Linked DNA regions of Zea mays: all the other regions are linked to region 2. A link is a contact called in public Hi-C data. All regions are on one chromosome and are shown on one strand. Each heading gives the region's core, a stretch centred on a gene start, on an enhancer-like site or on the middle of the called end of the contact. The rest is flanking DNA. Distances are from core to core; before and after follow the strand shown.

Evidence for each region. A called contact is a pair of places that touch in the nucleus more often than the background predicts.
Region 1: a contact with region 2 is called in a Hi-C map of bundle sheath, with 2.2 times the contacts expected there. The contact joins two enhancer-like sites. A contact is called at or near these places in 3 of 25 Hi-C or Micro-C datasets (bundle sheath, ear and tassel).
Region 3: a contact with region 2 is called in a Hi-C map of ear, with 1.6 times the contacts expected there. The contact joins two enhancer-like sites. A contact is called at or near these places in 2 of 25 Hi-C or Micro-C datasets (ear and leaf).

The regions. Positions count from the first base shown.
Region 1 is chr9:103,066,630-103,069,828 of Zm-B73-REFERENCE-NAM-5.0, forward strand. No RefSeq gene overlaps it. Among protein-coding and RNA genes, the nearest start is that of LOC100284102, 17 kb to the left of the region's middle. Within about 2 kb of position 1,257, at least 11 of the 20 cell types and tissues checked have an H3K27ac peak or open chromatin away from gene starts, as enhancers often do. A contact at or near this core is called in bundle sheath, where this site is marked.
Region 2 is chr9:103,204,832-103,208,207 of Zm-B73-REFERENCE-NAM-5.0, forward strand. No RefSeq gene overlaps it. Among protein-coding and RNA genes, the nearest start is that of LOC100274724, 84 kb to the right of the region's middle. Within about 2 kb of position 1,695, at least 15 of the 20 cell types and tissues checked have an H3K27ac peak or open chromatin away from gene starts, as enhancers often do. A contact at or near this core is called in bundle sheath, ear and leaf, where this site is marked.
Region 3 is chr9:103,377,659-103,381,031 of Zm-B73-REFERENCE-NAM-5.0, forward strand. No RefSeq gene overlaps it. Among protein-coding and RNA genes, the nearest start is that of LOC103638763, 86 kb to the left of the region's middle. Within about 2 kb of position 1,988, at least 18 of the 20 cell types and tissues checked have an H3K27ac peak or open chromatin away from gene starts, as enhancers often do. A contact at or near this core is called in ear and leaf, where this site is marked.

The DNA of each region.
Region 1 (3,199 bases), core at 7-2,506, 140 kb before region 2:
CATGTACAAACTGTGGCAACAGGATGGGCAGCAAACCAACAGACCACAAATACTGGACGTTGCCACTATCCTGTTCTGCATATACTGGGCGCTTTTGAGCCTATTAGCGAATGATGTCCAGGCCCATAATTTGTTGATCAGTTTTCGTTTGAGAGGCACAAAATCGAAAGAGATCAGAGGAACTTGAATAAGAAGGTGATTTTTAGTCCTTCCAATACTTTTCGATTTTGTGGCTTCAAACTAGCCCTAAAGGCTACAGGTCATGCTTTACCATGGCTATGCTAATCGCAAATGAAGCAATTCAGTTGTATAACAGGGCCTCGTGATCGTATTAGCTAGATTCCAAAACCATCAGTCGTATGATCTTGACCTTTGTCTTTGTGGACGATCGCCGGATGGAGTATCCGGAGGTTCAGAATTAATGAGCTCGGCGACTACATACGACATACAATCTGGCCTTCCTCTTCTTGTCCTAGTAGCTTAGTGAATTACTATACGTCATCTTAGCCGCCGAACACGTGCCTAGCTAGTCGTCTCGTCGGCCGTGGGCGTCGCCGCTTCCTCATCGCCGGCGCCTTCCTTCCGGGACGACGCGCACCTGGCCGTGGCCGCCGCCGCCGCCGCAGCCTCGGCTGCCGCGAGCCTCTCCCGCAGGGCGCCTGCCTCGGCCCGGAGCCGCGCGTTCTCCCGCGCCTCCCGCGCGCGCGCGGCCGCCACGCGGCTCAGCTCCACGGCCAGCCGCGCGTTCGCGGCGCGGAGCGCGGCGACGCGCGACGACAGCTCGTCGAGCTGCCCCCTCCGCCGGGCGCGCGCGCGCCGCGCCGACTCGCGGTTCGACGCCTGCCGCCTCGCCTTCCGCTCGTCGCGCGCCGCGGCGCCTGCGGCCGCCTGCTCCTGCTGCTCCAGCTCGCCCGCGAGCATGCTCGCGCCGGCGCCGTGGCCACCGCCAGCCGCGGTGCCCGGGCAGGACGACGGCCCCTGGGCGAGCGAGCCGTGATGGTGGTGCGGTGTGACGAAGTAGAAGCTCGCCAAGTCTGCTGCGCCGAGCGTGTGGCACACCAACGTCGCCATGTCGTCTCTCTGCATGATTGGAATGGAAGCTAATAGCTGTTGCAGGGTAGCTCTCCCTCCGAAGTTAAAGTTGCAAATGACGAGGAGATGGTTTGGAAGCTAGCTGTTGTCGTATCCTCTTCCTCCTCTAAATCTAAAGAGGGACTCTTCGATCGATGAAGGGACCGAGGGAAGGGGACGACGACGACGACGTATTTATATATACAGATACAGATCGAGGTGAGTGAGTTTCTTTAAACTGCACACACAGAGAGAGAGCCCTAAAGCTTCAGGCATGCATGATGCATCGTGCTGACGGCGAACCTTCCTTTTTGCGTCCGATTGCGTCTCCATGCAGGATTATCCTGTCGAATTTCGGGGTGCGATTGCTGTCGTCTGGCTGCAAAAAAATTTGTTCGCCAAGTAGCACACGTCAACAACCATCGTAGGGCGATAGTAGCAGGGAGAGGAGATAGATATATAGGGCCCCTTTCTTTATTCAGAAATAGTCGTCTTCTCGTGTGGAAAACTATATATGCCATGGAGTCGCTCCAATTCCTGCCCACTCTTTTTCATTCATCGGAAATTTTGCACGCAGAAAGCCTTGGATTTCGAAGCGTTGATTTGAGATTTCGCGCCTTTTCTTTTTTCTGTGAGATTACTATCATGTTAAAGGTTTTTTTTTACGTCGCTCAAGAGCGCGCGTGAGGACAAGAATAGTGCACTTGTCCACGGGGGGTATACTTTAGTGAGCAGGTCTTTTCATTGCGTGACGAAGTGACGCCATTGCCTTTCGCGCCTTTCTTTTTTTCTTGTGTGTGTCGAGATATGATAGCAATATGTTTATGTATAGTGATGCCACAAATAATGCCAGTAGTTACATGTGGTTGTGAGGTTTCTGGTACTGTCGGTCAATCCCTTTGGCCTTGTATAGAGACGTTTAATTTGGTTCGATCGATAATACTCTATTAAAATAGTAGCTAATTTTAGGTTTTATTTGTCATATGCCCATACCCTTGTGTTCATTCATCTATGAGTATATTTGGAACTTGAATACAGACATGCATGCATCGTCTATGAGTATATATATTTTTGTGCTAACGCCGACATCTAAGCGTATGCACACGTACGCGATAATGTTCTTTACGATTTTAGGCTTCGTAGGCTTAACTAGTTTGCATATCGCCAGTTCTGATTTGCTTACCTACCAATGCCATTAGCAGCAATGATTGTTCCAGTTTGGTGTATGGTGCTTATAAGACAACGGGACATGCATGTCTAAAAGCAAAATGTATAGGAGTATTGTCCATTGGATCACCGGGGGTTTAATTAAAACAGGGCTTACTAATCTGACGACGACATGAACTTGTATATGGTGACTCTTGCTGGCCATCAACGTACTTTTGAAACGGCAAGGCATTGTCTTCCAATCTTCTCAACACCACCGTGATCGAGCTCAACAGCAGGTTACTGTCTTAGCCAAACTTTGCTTTAGCACTTTTCCGACCACCATCCTGTTTTTATTGCCATATGCCTATGCCATCTAGAAACACTTCTTTCTGATTATCCAGGTAGGCATGTAGTGTTCACAAATAATGGCAACTATTTGATGTCTAAGACATTCAGTTCATCTTCTGCGTCTAGGAGTGGTAATGGACTCTAGATTTTATTTAAGGATCAAATCAGATTAGGATCAAGATCTATTCTTATTTATTTTTATGCTAAAAATAATTAAGTACCATTCCGATCGTAACCCCATTACCATCCCTGCCTCTACCTGCATCTTAGACTGGGCAATTCGGTTTGGTGAAGTTTCGGTTTTCACCTAATAATAGCACCCGATAGGTTTGTTTGAAAACTGAAAACCGAGCATTTTGGTTTCGACTTTTTTTTTTTTGGTTTTCGGTTTAAACCAACCGACTGAAGCTCTCAACATTCAGGGAATACATGATGGGGAGGGGGCCGGGTGCAAGTGCAAAGCATCACAGCACTGCCGTTGTCTTGGTCGGAAAAACTTGACGAGGGTGGTGCCGGTCGCGGCCTCCCTGCTCGGCTGCTCGCCGCCGTCCCCGCGCCGGCGCGCACACCGTCTGGCCACCACTTGTGGAGATGTCGCCGCCTCGGACTGCCAACTGCAGGATGGGCTTGG
Region 2 (3,376 bases), core at 445-2,944:
TACATTAAACCAAGTGAACATGAGCTAACTAAATACTAAAATACTAAACACTAAATACTAAACTAAATACTCCCTCTGGTGCAGTAAAGGTAGTCGTTTAGGACATGATTGTGCATACCAAGGAGTGATTAATTATCATGGAGTTTTCCCTGTTTGCCCTTATTAAATAAGGATATGGGTGCATTGATGTCACCAAAACAATCAGGCTCGATTGGTTGCTGCCGCACTTCCCGAGGCATTCTAGACTAGAGGTCTCAAGCTTGATTTCTCTTGAGCGCATCTTTTTTTCCCGATGCAATTACTCAGGGGCAGTGACGTCCAAATCCCAGACCCACGCGCGCTACGACTTCTTTTGTGCACGCTCAGTCACGCGCAGGATGACTTCCTTTACTGCACCGGAGGGAGTACTAACTAAATGTTAAACACTAACTAACCACTAACTACTAAACTAAGTAAATACTAACTAAATACTAAAGAAATACTAACTAATTACTAAAGAAATGCCCCTTACCTTGCGGTGGCGGTGCGTGGAACACGGCAGCGGTCCGATGAGCAGGCCGCGCGGGCGGCACCTGTGGGTGTGGGCCGGCGGTCAGTAGCGGTGCGGCGGCGAGGCGGCCTGGCGTGAGAAGAAAAGGAGAGAATGGAGAAAGGAAATGGTGCTTGAGCATAAATCCTAGCTCGACCCTAAGATAAGATATATGGCGTCGAGTTAGATGGTCGTGGGCTGCCACGTTAGCTACCTCGGCGCCAAGATCTATTGCGCCGAGATGTGTTGTCTCGGTGCCATGATCTATGGCACCGAGTATAGGGTACAAAAACGACATAAAGTCGTCTAGTGGTCTAATCCTAAAAAAATTAAAAAGAAGACTAAAATACAAAAAAAATCGGTTTTTTCGCGATAACATGTAACTATGCCTACGTGTTGGCTAGGGGTGGAAACGAGCCGAGCCGAGCTCGGCTCGGCTCGGCTCGTTGCGGCTCGCTCATGTAACGAGCCGAGCTCGGCTCGGCTCGCCCATCTCACGAGCTCGAAAAAGCGGCTCGGCTCGGCTCGCTCCTGGCTCGCGAGCCGGCTCACCGAGCCAACGAGCCTAGGCATAAAATTAAATCTGCTCTCTAAATTATAATATAAAATCTTAAAAATATTTTAAATAACATATTTTAAATTAGTAAAATAGATATATCACTAATATAATATATAAAATAGATTATTTTTGTATAGTAATCTCAAATAACATAAATTAATTGCCTGCTCAGTATTAATATTATATGCTAATTAAGATTTTATGTAACAAATTGTTGTTGGGTCGAGCCACGAGCCAGCTCGCGAGCTGCACCGAGCCGAGCCGAGCTGGCTCGCTCTTTTCACGAGCCATAAAAACAGGCTCGGCTCGGGCTCGTTCGGAGCGTCGAGCCGGTCCGAGCCGAGCCGAGCTGCTGCGAGCCCGAGCTAGCTCGTCGAGCTCGAGCCTTTTTTCCAGCCCTAGTGTTGGCTTTCTAGCCAGGTGAGAACATACACATATATGCATGGTGACTACTAGCTTGGTTGAGATCGATCGATAGTGGAGAGGACGGACGGTCCTTTCCGACGACAAGCTAGCGTGACGACGACGACGTCGTCGTCGACCCTCTGCGCGCTCGAGGCGCCGCTTCCAGGCTAGCCGCACCGCACCGAGAGCGCCTGCTTTTAGAAAGTAGCGGCGGGCACGCCGGGCCCACGCGCGTGGATTTTGTTGATGGACGGACTCGCGCGCATTATCATATGGCCACCGCGCGCTATTAATCTTAGGCCTCTCGATTATTCTCCCCCGCTTTCTTTCCCGCCTTTTCTTTTTCCTATGTACTACATAGGCGGGGAAGAACTCGTTCATCGATCGTCTCGAATCCTTCTGACGTCCCTGCTGCAGCTATAACTGAGTTATCCTGACGAATATTAATTTGGTGTTCATCAAATCAAAGAAAACGCTGTCGTCAAGGCACCTTTACTAGCTAAAGCGCTCTCTAGCTTGCTATAGTTGTATGTGGATATATAGTTCGGCATGGATCGGCTAGAATTAATTAGAGGATGTTTGGTTTTTAGGAACTAATTTTTAGTTCTTTCATTTTATTTTATTTTAATTTCTAAATTGTTAAATACAAAAGTTATAATAGGATTTTAGTTTATGTATTTATTAATTTAGAGACTACTATAAAATAAAATAGGAAGACTGAAATTTTGTCCCTAAAAATTAAACACCCCATTGCATTACATAAGCGGGATGCACGCAATGGTGCGAGCGCGCGCCATGCACAAAACAAACTTAATTATTTTTTTACATATTTCTACTGTAAAAATAAACTAATAAATGATAAATATTCGAAAAAGTATGTAGTAGTTATTTGCATGGATTCGATTCATCACCTTTAGCAACATGTTGTGTGTGTCTTCAGAAAATTTTTATTTAGGGGGTGTTTGGTTACACCATGCTAAAATTTAGCCCCTGTCCCATCGAATGTTTGAACCTCCGTTCCGGGTATTAAATGTAGTCGGATTATAAAACTAATTTGTTAGCCGAAGATTAAAAGACGAGACGAATCTAGTCCAGTTGGTTGGGTCTATATTTCATACTCCTATTTAAAAGTCAAACGCTTGATGTGACCCGAACTAAACTTTAACAGGAGCAACCAAACACCCTCTTATAATAGCACCATTGTTATAATGTCATATACAAGCGGTCTGGCCGAGATTCTTGATGGTGGATTTGAGTGACTGATCTGACCCCTGCCAGACTGCCACTGAGCCACAGAAACCAGGTGCCACACGAACCAACAAGTACAGGCGGATAAGTATACGTAGTAGCCAAAAAGAAAAATACTTTTGGAGACAAAAAAAAAAGAAATGAAATTAAAGGACCCTGCTGGAGGGCCGCAGCAGGAGTACAAACAAATGGTCGCACACATTGACTCGTGGACCGTACAAGTGGAGCGAAAGTCGCTAACTTTATTTGCAATAACTTCAGTACTTCACATTCAGAACACTTAGACAAAAATCTAAGGGCGAGCTTTATTCGAAAAATAAACTAATTGCAGCTAAACTTTATATGGGCCCTTGTTTTGCGGAGTATTAGCACGATAAAAATCGGTGCACAAAGTCTACGCAAACGTACGTACGTGTCGCAACCAACTACACCCGGCCGGCTATCTCTTCATTCCGGTCCGTTGCGTATTTGCGTGCGTACGCTCCTGTGGACGTACTGGTTTGATTTACCCACGTCTGGTGGTGTGAAACCGTCCTCTCAAGATGATTAGTGTAGTATTGAAACTAACTATGACATGGTATAGTGTTGTGCAACATATTTCATGGTTTATATAATAGATGCAAGGCGTTGAGGAT
Region 3 (3,373 bases), core at 738-3,237, 170 kb after region 2:
GAGATCAGTATAAACTCCATGCGTAGTTTAGAGACAATGCTGGCAAAACTCAGTGTTTGAGAGAATGTAAGAGTTTGAAGTCTTGAGTTGCAAATACACAAGGACCTCTACACAAATTAGAAGCACTCGTGCAAGGATTTGAACTTCACAGAGATTTACAAAGCAGGGTTGTTTAGAGAATAGCCACAAAAATGCATTTGGGCATTGCAGCAGCTACAAGTAGGTTAACTAAGAAAAGTCACATGATCCTAATGATAGCAAGGATGATCAGAAGAAAAAAAAATCACAAATCAAGGCTCAGAACAATGTTGCAAATTTCATGGAAAAAAGTCACAAATCACATGAATCTCTTTCATTAATGTGGCTTTATTGAATTACTCATATGTTACTGGAATCTCTTTCATTATTCATTATAAGTGCACCAAGCAAAAAGACTGTTAATAATACTAATTATCACCTACCTTGCCCAAATTACAAGTGCTTTAAGTACCAGCATGCGGACAACCCCGTGCGCAAGGCAGTTGCTATCAGGCTGACCTCTATGCTGCAATAATAAGAACAGTATTGGCACTTTTTCTTCATATCTAAATTTCCTAACTTGCATATACATTGTACTTGTGAAAATATGAACCGTTTCATCATGAGAAATAATAGTTTTTTTCTAGCGTAAGAGAAATTTGGATGGCGCCAGTCGTTGGTAGGTCTCAAAGAAGCTCGCGTGCACTCTACGTTCACGGTACCTCTCTCTGATGGATCTGCATTTTTATTTGTATATGGTTACTAAAGTTGGGTGTTGGGGTAAGCTGTTTGGCTGTTTTATAGAAATATGTATATGGTTACTATATACATTGCTATCATTTTGATTCATGATCAGATGAATGTAGTCCTCATTATTTGTCTTTAAGAACTATCCGTTGATTGGTAACATGCTTTATCAAATTCTCATGATTTGCCTTTAAGAACTATCTATTGATTGGTAATATGCTTTTGTTGTCTTTCTTTTACGGTAGAAGTTTCTAGCATCATGTGTGATGGGTACATACATGTATTGAATGCTAGAAGTATTTATGCTAAGAAGGTTTAGAGGCCACGGATGTGGCTGCTGCCCCTGCTTTCAGGCAAGCTTCTTTTTCTAATGGAGACAACTATCCTACCAAAACAAACATCTTTCACCTTTCACAACCTACTACTTGTTCTATTATTTTTCAGGCATTGGCAAGATACACAAGAAGGGAGGCAATTTGCCTATTATTGATTGGTTATATTTGTGCAACTCTTAAAGCAATTTCCATTTTCTTTTTGAATAAGTTAAACTCACAACATACTTCTTGTCTTGTATATTCTCACTACACTACCACAGACAAAGGTTCTATGTACTCTGGGAACTTCAAATTCACAACTGTAATACCCTAAAAGTTATATTTGAAGTACTTTAGGATGTTTACCTCAAAATTAAAATATTAAGGTTGTGAATCAATGGATTAAAAAAAGTGCCTCTCGGGGTTACATTATTCTTTTAATTGAAACATATACTTTGTGATACTCTTTGAAGAAGTATACAAAAGTGAGGCCTAATAAAAATTTCATGATCATTTATATAAAAAGGTAATAGACATTTAGGTTTGAAGGAAGTTATTACTCATTTTATTTAATAAGTAGTATAAAGAGGGACCCCAATTAGTTAATTATGTATTGCATCTCAATTAAGTTTAGGGGCATTTACTTAAAATAACAGAATACTAATAGTAAAATAAAAAAAATATTTTTGCATCATGTGGTATTTTGTTTGGGCATTCAAATATTTGAATATCAAAACTAGATTTGAACTTGAAAATAAATTAAAAGACAAAAGAAAAGAAAAGAAAAGAAAAAAAGAAAAATACAAACTCATACCTGCGTTTTGGGCCGAATTCCTAGTATCGCGGCCCAGCTTCCCTTTCCCACGCGCCAGCCACACGGAGCCTACGCGCGCAAGCTTTCTCGCCGACTGGTGGGCCCTCCTTGGCTGAGGCATCCCTGGGAACAAAGCTGCCGAGAACACTGGTGCTCCGAGGATTTTGGCCCCGCGCTTCAACAAACGCATTGGCGTCCTCCTCCACGGCTATATAATACGGTACGCCAGAGCCATACCATCCCGTCGAGCCCAACCCAGGACCCGCCACGGGTGAAGCAGAGGAGATCGTCTCCATAGCTACTCCTTGTCTGGGCACGAGACTGATGCCGGTGAAGTACTCGAGACAGTTCGTGGTGGCGCGCTACATGTGGTCGTGGCCTTCTCGGGCGACGTAGTCCACCAGAGCACTACCAATTGCTCACCAGAGAAATTTAGCCACCGTGGATCCGCTCCTCGCCGTGAATGAAGTCCGGCATGACAAAACCATGGGTAAGGAATCATCCATGAAGTTTGGATCCTCTCTTCATCGTGTAGAATTATTTGGGTGGGGATTTGGGGGCTGGGGGCGTCGAGCGCCTTCAATCTAGCCAGCCGCCGCATGCAGGGGCGACGCCGCCTCATCCGACCTGTGTGGTGAGGGTGGATCGGGTGCCATTGTATTCCCTATTAGACGATTGAGAATAGAGATGGTATAACTTTTTGGTTGTTTTAAATCATGACTGTCAGATCTTGAGGTGTGGTTAAGATTATAACCTAGCATATCCCTTCGTCGGTGTTTTATGGGTCATCGATCTTCGTATCAACGACCTCAGTTGCATACCGGTTCGTGGTCTGGTTCTTGCCATGGATATCAGATCCAATGGCCAGATCAAGACCGTGTGTAAGCCGCCGCGACAACGTTGCTAAAAAACCCTGGAATCTTTACAAATCAACTCGTAGTCCAGGTTAGTATTAAAACCATTACAGAGAGGCCCTAGAATTAATGAAAACAACCCTGAATCCTCGAATATTTATGCTCGCGGCCCAGCATACGCAATATACTTATAAATAAATTCTGAAAATGGTTTCCATTATAAAAACAATTCATAGATATTGGAAAACCCCATAACTTCTTCATTTTAACTATGTTTTAGTCTGTTCCAGTTGCGTTAGCTTCGTAATAAATTTTCCTACACATTAAAAGCATTATTTCTATCATCCTACATACTATCATAATTAGATATTTATTTAACTTATGTTTATTAGACTAACTCTTCTAATCGAGGCTAATATGTTTATAATTATAAATTTTACTAAAATATTATCTCTAATCAAGTTATAATGAGGTATCTCATTAGATTATCTTTCTCACATGATTTATAAGATCAACGTAAGACCTAGTTTTAATTGCTTAATCACATAGGTCTTCCGAAAACCATATCTCTTTAACCACAACTCTGATTTCAGTGATTCTCAAACCCATGATCTCGTAGTAGCGCA